2 separate regions of the Mus musculus genome follow, and region 2 is linked to region 1. The links are chromatin contacts, called in public HiChIP or PLAC-seq maps. All regions are on one chromosome and are shown on one strand. Each heading gives the region's core, a stretch centred on a gene start, on an enhancer-like site or on the middle of the called end of the contact. The rest is flanking DNA. Distances are from core to core; before and after follow the strand shown. Region 1 has its middle 11 kb from the start of Musk. Region 2 overlaps Musk (muscle, skeletal, receptor tyrosine kinase).

Region 1 (4,411 bases), core at 1,285-3,784:
GCATTCTTTTCAGGATGAACTATATGAGTGGGTGAAAAACACTTGATGAAGAGACCAATAGAGCATATTAACACCATCCTACTAATGATAAATTTAAGAGAAATCAGAAGCCCAGTTGAAAAATAAATCTCAATTACCCTGGGAGATTCCTTGGCTGGGTACCATCAGTACTAACCTCTGAAGATATTTACCCATGTTTTCATGGTTTAGTAGAATTTTATAACACAATTTAATTAGATATGGGACTATATTAAAAAGTTTGTACCGAATTCTTTCCAGTTTAGAATCGACTAGGTCTACATGTCATAATGTTATGTACTCAATCATTATGTGTGGACCTAGTTTTGATGGCAACTGTCTATGGTAGACCTAAATATAGAACTCAGGTCTTTGGGTATCCAGGGCAAATTCTATATTGCTAAACTATTTCCCCAGCCCTGATGTCAACTGTATCACTTTTACTTCCACTCTCTCAGTAGGAACATATCTGCATTATACAAAGAACAGATCATCCAATTTAGAAAGAGGACTGACTGATCAGAAGGTTCAGAAGACAAACAGGCTTGCTGTCAAACCAAACAGCCTGAGTTCAATGTGTAGGACCTGTGTGGTAGAAAGAAAGAATGTTGTCCTTCAAACTCTGCACATGCACCATTACACACACACACACACATACACACACCACACAGACACACACACACACACACAAACCACACACCCCTCAGATACACACACACATACACAACACACACACACACCCCTCAGACACACACACCACAGACACGGACACAGCCACACACACACCACAGACACACACACACAACACACACACACACACCACAGACACACACACAACACACACACACACACCTCAGACACACACACACATACACAATACACACACACCCCTCAGACACACACACACACACCACAGACACACACACACAACACATACACACATACAACACACACACACACACCCCTCAGACACACACACACACACACCCCTCAGACACAGACACACATACACAACACACACACCCCTCAGACACACACACACACACACCCCTCAGACACAGACACACATACACAACACACACACCCCTCAGACACACACACACAACACACACACACACCCCTCAGACACACACACACCTCAGACACACACACACACACACACAAAACATAGGCACAGACACACACTCAAATGTAATAAAAATATGGAAAAGAAAAACAATCAACATTCCCACCTCCTTAACCACACAGGTAATCATCATAATTGTCTTACAAGTTTTAGGACATAGATTGTGAGTGAAAAGACTTGAACTTATATTTATGTTATAAATGAAACTCTCCATGGTTATTAAGGGTCTCTGGTTCATTCAGTCAACATTTACTAATGTCAAACACACACCAGGCATCAAGCATACTTCATAAAAGGTTAAATTTCACATTAAGGACAAAATAGTGCAGGTTCTTTCTTCAACAATTAATGTATCATCAATAAAACTATCAATATAGTATGGTAGAATCCGTGTGAGTAGAATTCATGTGGTAGAATACTGGAGAAAATACCTGAAAGGAAATTTGGAAACATACACACAGGGCCTCATAAATACAGACTTTGACTGAGTAACTAAATTCTATATTTACCTGCAGGTTTTAATTAGAAGATGAGTTAAAAATAAATAAGTCAGATATTGGCAGTTTTATTTCTCACAGTTAAATTGCAAAACTTAAACCGAATGAGTGCACAGATGATGCTATATCTGTTTATTAAAAGAAAATTTGTAATCATCAATGAGAATAAAAATATACATGAGAATGTATATAGGGTACTTTAAATATTATTGGACATATATTTTCTACATGTCATATGAAATATATATATATATCATATATGTATATATACACACACACATATATATAATATTACCTAAGTTATGGCCATACTTAAACATACTTAAAACATGGTAACTTAAATCATTGTTTTTTTTTTCTTGTTATTTTAAAATCTGAAACATATTTTTCAAAAGGAAAATATGAGAGAATAAAAAAAAATTGACTAAATGTCACATTAGCTTAGTGCAGTCTCCAAGTATTTCTTAATCCAGAAAAATGCAGCCAATCATGATTTCACCTGGCTGATGCCAAAACAGTTACTTCACTCATAAACAGACATCCACAGAAATTATCATTCTGAGTATGTAGGATAATTGTACATAGAGTGCTATGATCATAACTCAGAATTTCCATGACTTTCTGTAGTCCTCAGTTCACTCTGGCCCTTCCCTGGGCTAACCTAATACAACCTCCAGTCTGGCTCGTGGGCTACACACTGGGACTTTGAACAAAGGCCAGGAGTGAGGTTGGTTTGCAGACCTTAATCCGACTCATTACCAGGGCACTACAAAAGCAAGTCATATCTGTGGCTTTATATTTTAATTGAATTGATCTCCAGAGAGCGTCAGAGTTATGCCTGGGACACATTTATTTATCTTTGCATCAGCTCGAAGAGATTGTTGCAAAAAATAGACTGTGAATAATTTGACCGTGTCATGCTGATTCACTCCTGTGGTACAATTCATCTAGAACTGTCTGGCGCTGCGGAGTTTTGTAGAGGCTAAAGCAAAGGATGCTGTCCCCCTGAAATGGTGCATTTTTCTATACTAAAAGAGTCTTTCCAAGGACTCTGGATGTTAATGTTGCACACTGTTGAGCCATTATTGACTCAGCATCTTGTCAGCATTTTGCACAGTGTCAATGGATGATGCTAGACGGTGTGATGCTATTCATGGACAGAAGCGCTTTGATAATTTGTGTGCACAAACGGAAATTGTTAGCTAAAAAAGGAGATGTGGATGTATTTGGTGTTTGATCTTTCAATCATCTGGCAGTGAAGGGGGCTGGTACTTTGGGAAAACAATTTGTTCAGTTCTAATGTTTTATGGCGGTTTTGTTTTTCTAAAATGAACAGCCCGCCGATCAAATGAAGTCAGGCTGAACTTAACCAACTCAGGGTTCTCTGAAGGGCTGGTGGGAAACATTTCTAATCCATGCTTTGATTTCATGCTAGCTCTCAGATCTATGGTATGACCTAGCCTGTCAAGGTTACCAGCTATGCAGATGGATTGCCACTTCCTGCTCCTTAGCCCTCTCTTGCTCTCAGTGGTGGTTGACCAAGCTGGCCTCCTCTTCCCTCTTCAGGGACTTTTTTTTTTCCTTCTGCTCACAAGAATGAATGTGCCTGGGTTTCCTTCAACTTCCCAGTAAATTATTCCTCAATCTTTGCTTTCTTTGAGCATATACATGTATGTGTTGCTGTGGGTACACGTGTATACATGTGTACGTGGAATGTGGAGGCCTGTGGTCAGTTTCATTTGATATCATTCCACAGAAGCCAGCCACCTTGTGTATTTTGAGACAGGATCTCTCTTTGGCCTGGAACTCACTGGTTAGGCTAGGCTAGGCTATTTGGCCAGTGAGGCCCAGGTATGATCTTGTCTCTGTCTCCCCAGAGCTGAGATGACAACCATGCACTACCATGGCGCTGCTTGTGTGCGATTAAACTCGGGATCTTATGTCTACAACCAAACGCTTCTCTCATTCAAGGATTTCCAACCCTCTTTTGTCACCTTAATTTGGTTAGGATGTGACGAGACCCTCATACTGTGAGGTGATCCTCTCTGGACCCTGATTAGGCACAGACCAAACCCAGACACCAATTTCCAAGTGCAAGCACAAAGAGATCTTTTACTAGACAAGGCAAAGAGACAAGGCAGATGGATCTGACTCAGGCAGAAATAGCAGCAAGTAGCTTTGCAAGTGTTAATTTTAAGGGGGGGGGAGGGGAAGGTCTGTGTTAGAATGAACTAGGGCACATTGGTGAGTTCTCATTGGGTATTTTAACTAGATGAGTCACAACAATGAATTTTGATTGCTGGACCTTGATTTTTTGATAGTTGGACCAGAGTGACCAGTCTCAGGAATGAGTGAGTGGCCAAATAGGGAGTAGACCTTGGTGGTGAGCCTTAGGAAGGCAATCTAACGATTTAGCAAATGGACGAAGAGTAAAAAGCTAAAGACCGCCGGGGTCTGTGCTTGCAATGCTCAGGCCTCCGAGAGCCCTTCAGGATGTTAAACAGACGTCTCACATTATCAGCAAATTCCTAATTCATGATTAGGGAACACCCCTTCCCCTTCCTTCTTTCCAGTTGGGTCTCAGGCAGCCCAGGCTGGCCTTAAACTTCCTTTGTAGCCAAGGCAGAACTTGACCTTCTAACCTTTCTACCTCTCATAGGCCTTCACTACCAATCTTATTTGTATGGGTATTGGTGATTGAAACCAGTGTATCCTAGGCAAACATTATGCCAATTTAGACAGATCTCATTCAAGAACCTTTTAATTTTTA
Region 2 (4,810 bases), core at 1,389-3,888, 99 kb after region 1:
ATATGATTACATGCTGTTTCTCCAGACCAGGAGCTTCTGCTCCACTCTTCTTCATCTTTGTCTTCCTCCTCCTCTGCATCCTCTCCTTCTTCCATTTTCTCCTTCTTCTCTCCCACCTTCTGCTCCACCTTCCCTTTTATGTGCCCAATCATCAGCTCTCCTTAATTTTACAAATTAAGGTGGGAAACAGGTTTACAGGAAATCACTGACTGCTGACTCATTCCTTGTTAACAGCCACTGCAAGAGAATGGAATTAACATCAAATATAACTAGCCCCAGGGCTATCCACAACATAAATCTAACCGTCTATTTTTACTGTGATGTGAAATTGGGCCTATCAGTTTTCATGGTATAAGCTCATTTTTTCATATATAGTTTTCTCATATATAGAAACATGTTAAGGTTTTTCAAATGCCTTCCTGACACTTATGTGTGAAACTCTGTGTATATAAGCATTACTTTCTTTAGAGAATGAACATCAGTGATAATAATCTAAATTTCAGACACCACCTAAGAATGTCCTCTAAGATCCTTGGATTGTTCTAATTGTTCTTCCTCAGTGTGGTAGATCTTCCTCGTTCTCACTGTTCGAACCATTGCCTCACACATTCCCAGCAAGTACCCATTCCTGAATCTACTTGCCGTGTGTTACTGTACATCTGCTCTCCAGATACCTGGCTAGTCTGAGTGATTCAAACAATCAGGGGGCATGTTCTCTCTATTCCAAGAGATAAAATGTTGGGGAACATCGCTAATACAATGAATGAGCATGAAGTCAAGTGGTATTAAATGTGGGAAGGTAACAGAGGGAAAAGTTAAGAATCGAAGAATCAGGAAAGAAAAGGAATACACGGACTCTTACTAGATAACGGGATGTTTAAGTAAAGACGTGGGAGTCAGAGTATGACTAACACCATCCATAATAAGTGAGACACCATCCTTTCTAGTCTGGTCCTTTGAGTTTTGGAGTGTTCTTTCCTCGTGGAAGGACTCGGTCTAACTATGATAATGTTTTAACCGCAGGTGTGTGTGCCGTTGGGAAGCCGATGTGTCTGCTCTTTGAATATATGGCCTATGGTGACCTCAATGAGTTCCTCCGAAGTATGTCCCCGCACACTGTTTGCAGCCTCAGCCACAGTGACCTGTCCACGAGGGCTCGGGTGTCTAGCCCTGGTCCTCCACCACTGTCCTGTGCAGAACAGCTCTGCATTGCCAGGCAGGTGGCAGCTGGCATGGCCTACCTTTCAGAGCGCAAGTTTGTCCACCGGGACTTAGCTACCAGGAACTGCCTGGTTGGGGAGACCATGGTGGTGAAAATTGCAGACTTTGGCCTCTCCAGGAACATCTATTCCGCAGACTACTACAAAGCTGATGGAAATGACGCCATCCCTATCCGCTGGATGCCGCCCGAGTCTATCTTCTACAACCGCTACACCACTGAGTCGGATGTATGGGCCTATGGTGTGGTCCTCTGGGAGATCTTCTCCTATGGGCTGCAGCCCTACTATGGAATGGCCCACGAGGAGGTCATTTACTATGTGAGAGATGGCAACATCCTCGCCTGCCCTGAGAACTGCCCCTTGGAACTGTACAACCTCATGCGCCTGTGTTGGAGCAAGCTGCCTGCTGATAGACCCAGCTTCTGCAGTATCCACAGGATCCTGCAGCGCATGTGCGAGAGAGCAGAGGGAACGGTGGGTGTCTAAAGTTGACCATTCTCAAACAACACCCAGGAGGCTCTTTTCAGACTGTGAGCTGGAGGAACCCTACCGCAGAGGCCGTGTAAGACCAGATAGGAGGAGTTTAACTCAGACATCACGTGCCAGTTGATTGTTTGCCAGGAGAAACAGATGGTGAATATCCCACAGGGTTAAAGAGTCACATCAAAATAGGTTGGAGATACAGGCTAGGAAAGAGGACAGCAGGTAGCTCCTCTCCCTCACAGGGACCGTTTCTAATATATATTGCATAATAAGAACATCCCGGTTACGTTCCTACATAATCTCTCAGAGCGAGACTGCAGTGCTTAGGTTGAATCCAAAACTGGATGGGCAACTTCATTTTTAACAGAAGACATCCTGCCCATTGCAAAAGCAATGTGTCTTTGTGTATATTTAGGTAAAGGACTGAAAACTAAAGATAGGAATCCCTTCTTCCACCAGTCAAGACACGTGGCAGGGTCTTGCTGTTGTTTAGTTCTTCCTTGCACAGAATATGTAACGTTGTATTTGCATTCTGGAATTGAGTATCTATTTTACTGATAGACTTTTGAAGAATAAAAAGTGGAAAGCCTGCAGGCTCTGTGCTGACTGCAATTCCTGGCTCCGTTTCCTGGCTGTCCTCTAGAGGTCCTTCCTTGGTGTGCACACATCATGGATGTGACTCACCTCATTCCTCCTGTTGGTTTGGGTTTTTTTTTTTTTCCTAGAAAAAAAATATTTCATAACGTATCAGTTAGTCTACTTCTTTCTTTGAGAACTGTATTGGCACATCTTCATTAAAATATGTTACAAATACTTTTTTTTTTTTTACTTCTGTCAAGTATCACCTTTTCCTTCTGTCAGCTCTTGAATTTGCTGTACAGTAATTCTGATGCCACAGACCACTAACTATTGTAAAGCATGAGGTGTAATGTTGGATTGCAAGGAGCTCTGTGGCTCCATGCTATTTCACAAGGAATGTTTTTGTGCATTCTGATGTGCTATCTATACAAGGCATTTTTGATTGATTGGTCATACGATTAGCAGTGTGCGGCTTCGTAGCTTCTGCACAGTGAATCCTGGACTCAGGTCCCCCAGTGCATAAATTTCTCAGTGAAGACCTCCCCATACACATAAGGACTCTATGGACATGATTTATAATCCCTATGTGGTTTTGAGCCTACACTGTATGCCTTATTTCCCTAAGGGTTTTCAATGACTAGGAAGAAAGCCAATTCTAGTATTAACAATTTAAGTCCATCTAAACATCCAATAGATGGCATGGTTGTCTCAGCATGAGTTCTAATTGCATTTTTAGTTAAAATCATTAAATTATTTCCTCAGTGATTTTATAATCACTAAGTATTAGACCATTAGCTCGTTACAGTTTGCTATAATATAATAACATAGGTCCAGTGTCATTTTCTTCTCTGAACAAATATTTTTCACACTGTGGACTCGCTATAGCAACATAAAAGGAGATGCATGTTACCAAATGCAGCACAGTATCAGTAAGTCACAAGTAAGTCTATGTCAGTGCCCAGATGCCAAACACAGCAAGAATACCAGGTCATTTTGCACATGATTCTCAAACGCATTCCCTAGTATGTATCGGAACCGAGCAGGAAAAAAAAAATCAGCTTTCCATCACTTCATAGCTTATTATTAATCTGTTAATGTCATTAGTCTAAAAGTTAACATAAATTCTGAATAATATCAACTTTACAGATATCCCATACGTTAATTGATCTTAGACTTTGAATGTGTGAGGTTCTCCTAATATTTATCATCATAAACAGTATTTTGATCACCCACATTTGTACACATCTCTAAATATCTCTAAAGAAGGAGATGTATGGACCACAAGGCATGCACAATATTAAAACTTTTGTTATGGGGGCAGAGAGATGGCTCAGTGGTTAAAAGCACATACTGCTCTCGCTAGGACTGGAGTTTGACTCTCACCACCCATCTGACAGCCACCTGTAATATCAGGTCCCAGGGGATCCAACGTTCCTGGCCTCCAAGGGCACCTGCAAGGGCACCTGCACTCATGTGCACATACCCATACACAGATACACATACACACATGCATCATTAAAATAATAAAAATAAAACTTTTGTTACATTGTCATAGTCTCTCAGTCTCTAGAAATGTTTCCATAGTTCCGTAGACCATGATAACTTGTAAAATTAAGCACTTGCTATGATAGAAAATGAATACTCTTGTATCAGTTTTGTGTGGGTATGTGTATATGCACACACACACACACACACACAGAGAGACTCACACATGATGCACAGTGTCATAATGCACATGGAGAGATCAGAGGACAACCTCTAGTGTTGGTTTTTGTCTTCTATCTTGTTTGAGACAGTCTCTTGTTTTTGTTGCTGTGTGTGCTAGCCTAGCTGACTTCAGAGTGCCTGGGCATTCTCCTGTCTCCTCCTCCATGTTGCTGTAGAAGCTTGGAGACTATTTACAGCATCAGGCTTGATGTGGGTTCTGGAGACCTGAACTTGGGTCTTCACCCTTGTGTGGCAACAAGTTAACCCACCCAATATTCTCTGTCTTAGATAAAAAAGAGAATGCCATTTTTATTTTATTTTTTTAAATCACGTGTGAAATTGAGCTAGGCATGGCAGCACAAGCCTTTCGTCTCAACACTTGACAGCCTAGCCAGGAAAGAGCACAAATTCCAGGCTAGCTATGATGGTACACTTAGCAAAACTCAGCAAAAGTGAAAATTGATGTTTTCTTTTTCTTAGAGCATTTATAATTTTATTTAAGTAGTTACTTACATTCTAATTGTATTCATTTTAGAATTGAAATATAAGGTTTATTTTATAAAAACTGTATTAGACTTCTGTTATACTTTAAATAAAAGAGAAAATAGATATATATTTTACCTTAAATGTTGCTTTCTTCTTGTAAATGTAGTAATTTCTTGTGAAAAGAAAAAAATCACAAGCAAAGTACATTAATGGCATACACTTCACAATAATAATAAACCATTGTAAGGATGAAGAAACACCGGCTACTGCTTATTAATTTTAATATAGAAAAATATTCTTTCACCATTTATCAATGCGTAGATAGGGGAGGTAGA

Evidence for each region. HiChIP or PLAC-seq counts read pairs in DNA pulled down with a chosen protein or histone mark.
Region 2: an H3K27ac HiChIP or PLAC-seq map of the NIH/3T3 cell line shows a contact between it and region 1, with 2.3 times the contacts expected there. The contact joins two enhancer-like sites. A contact is called at or near these places in 3 of 39 promoter capture datasets (3T3-L1-derived adipocytes, embryonic stem cells and macrophages), 1 of 15 datasets of contacts at CTCF or cohesin (the NIH/3T3 cell line), 3 of 484 Hi-C or Micro-C datasets (embryonic stem cells, nephron progenitors and stem cell-derived cardiac mesoderm), 3 of 115 datasets of contacts at active chromatin or transcription factors (the NIH/3T3 cell line, fibro-adipogenic progenitors and heart atrium) and 4 of 9 other capture datasets (adipose tissue, liver, macrophages and 1 more).

The regions. Positions count from the first base shown.
Region 1 is chr4:58,273,112-58,277,522 of GRCm38.p6, forward strand. No RefSeq gene overlaps it. Among named protein-coding and RNA genes, the nearest start is that of Musk, 11 kb to the right of the region's middle. Within about 2 kb of position 2,535, at least 31 of the 459 cell types and tissues checked have an H3K27ac peak or open chromatin away from gene starts, as enhancers often do. A contact at or near this core is called in the NIH/3T3 cell line, where this site is marked.
Region 2 is chr4:58,372,008-58,376,817 of GRCm38.p6, forward strand. It overlaps Musk (muscle, skeletal, receptor tyrosine kinase), which reads left to right. Exons shown (of 15, transcript NM_001037129.1): 15 at 1,024-2,296. The coding sequence ends at 1,706. Among named protein-coding and RNA genes, the nearest start is that of Mir3095, 67 kb to the right of the region's middle. Within about 2 kb of position 2,639, at least 14 of the 459 cell types and tissues checked have an H3K27ac peak or open chromatin away from gene starts, as enhancers often do. A contact at or near this core is called in the NIH/3T3 cell line, where this site is marked.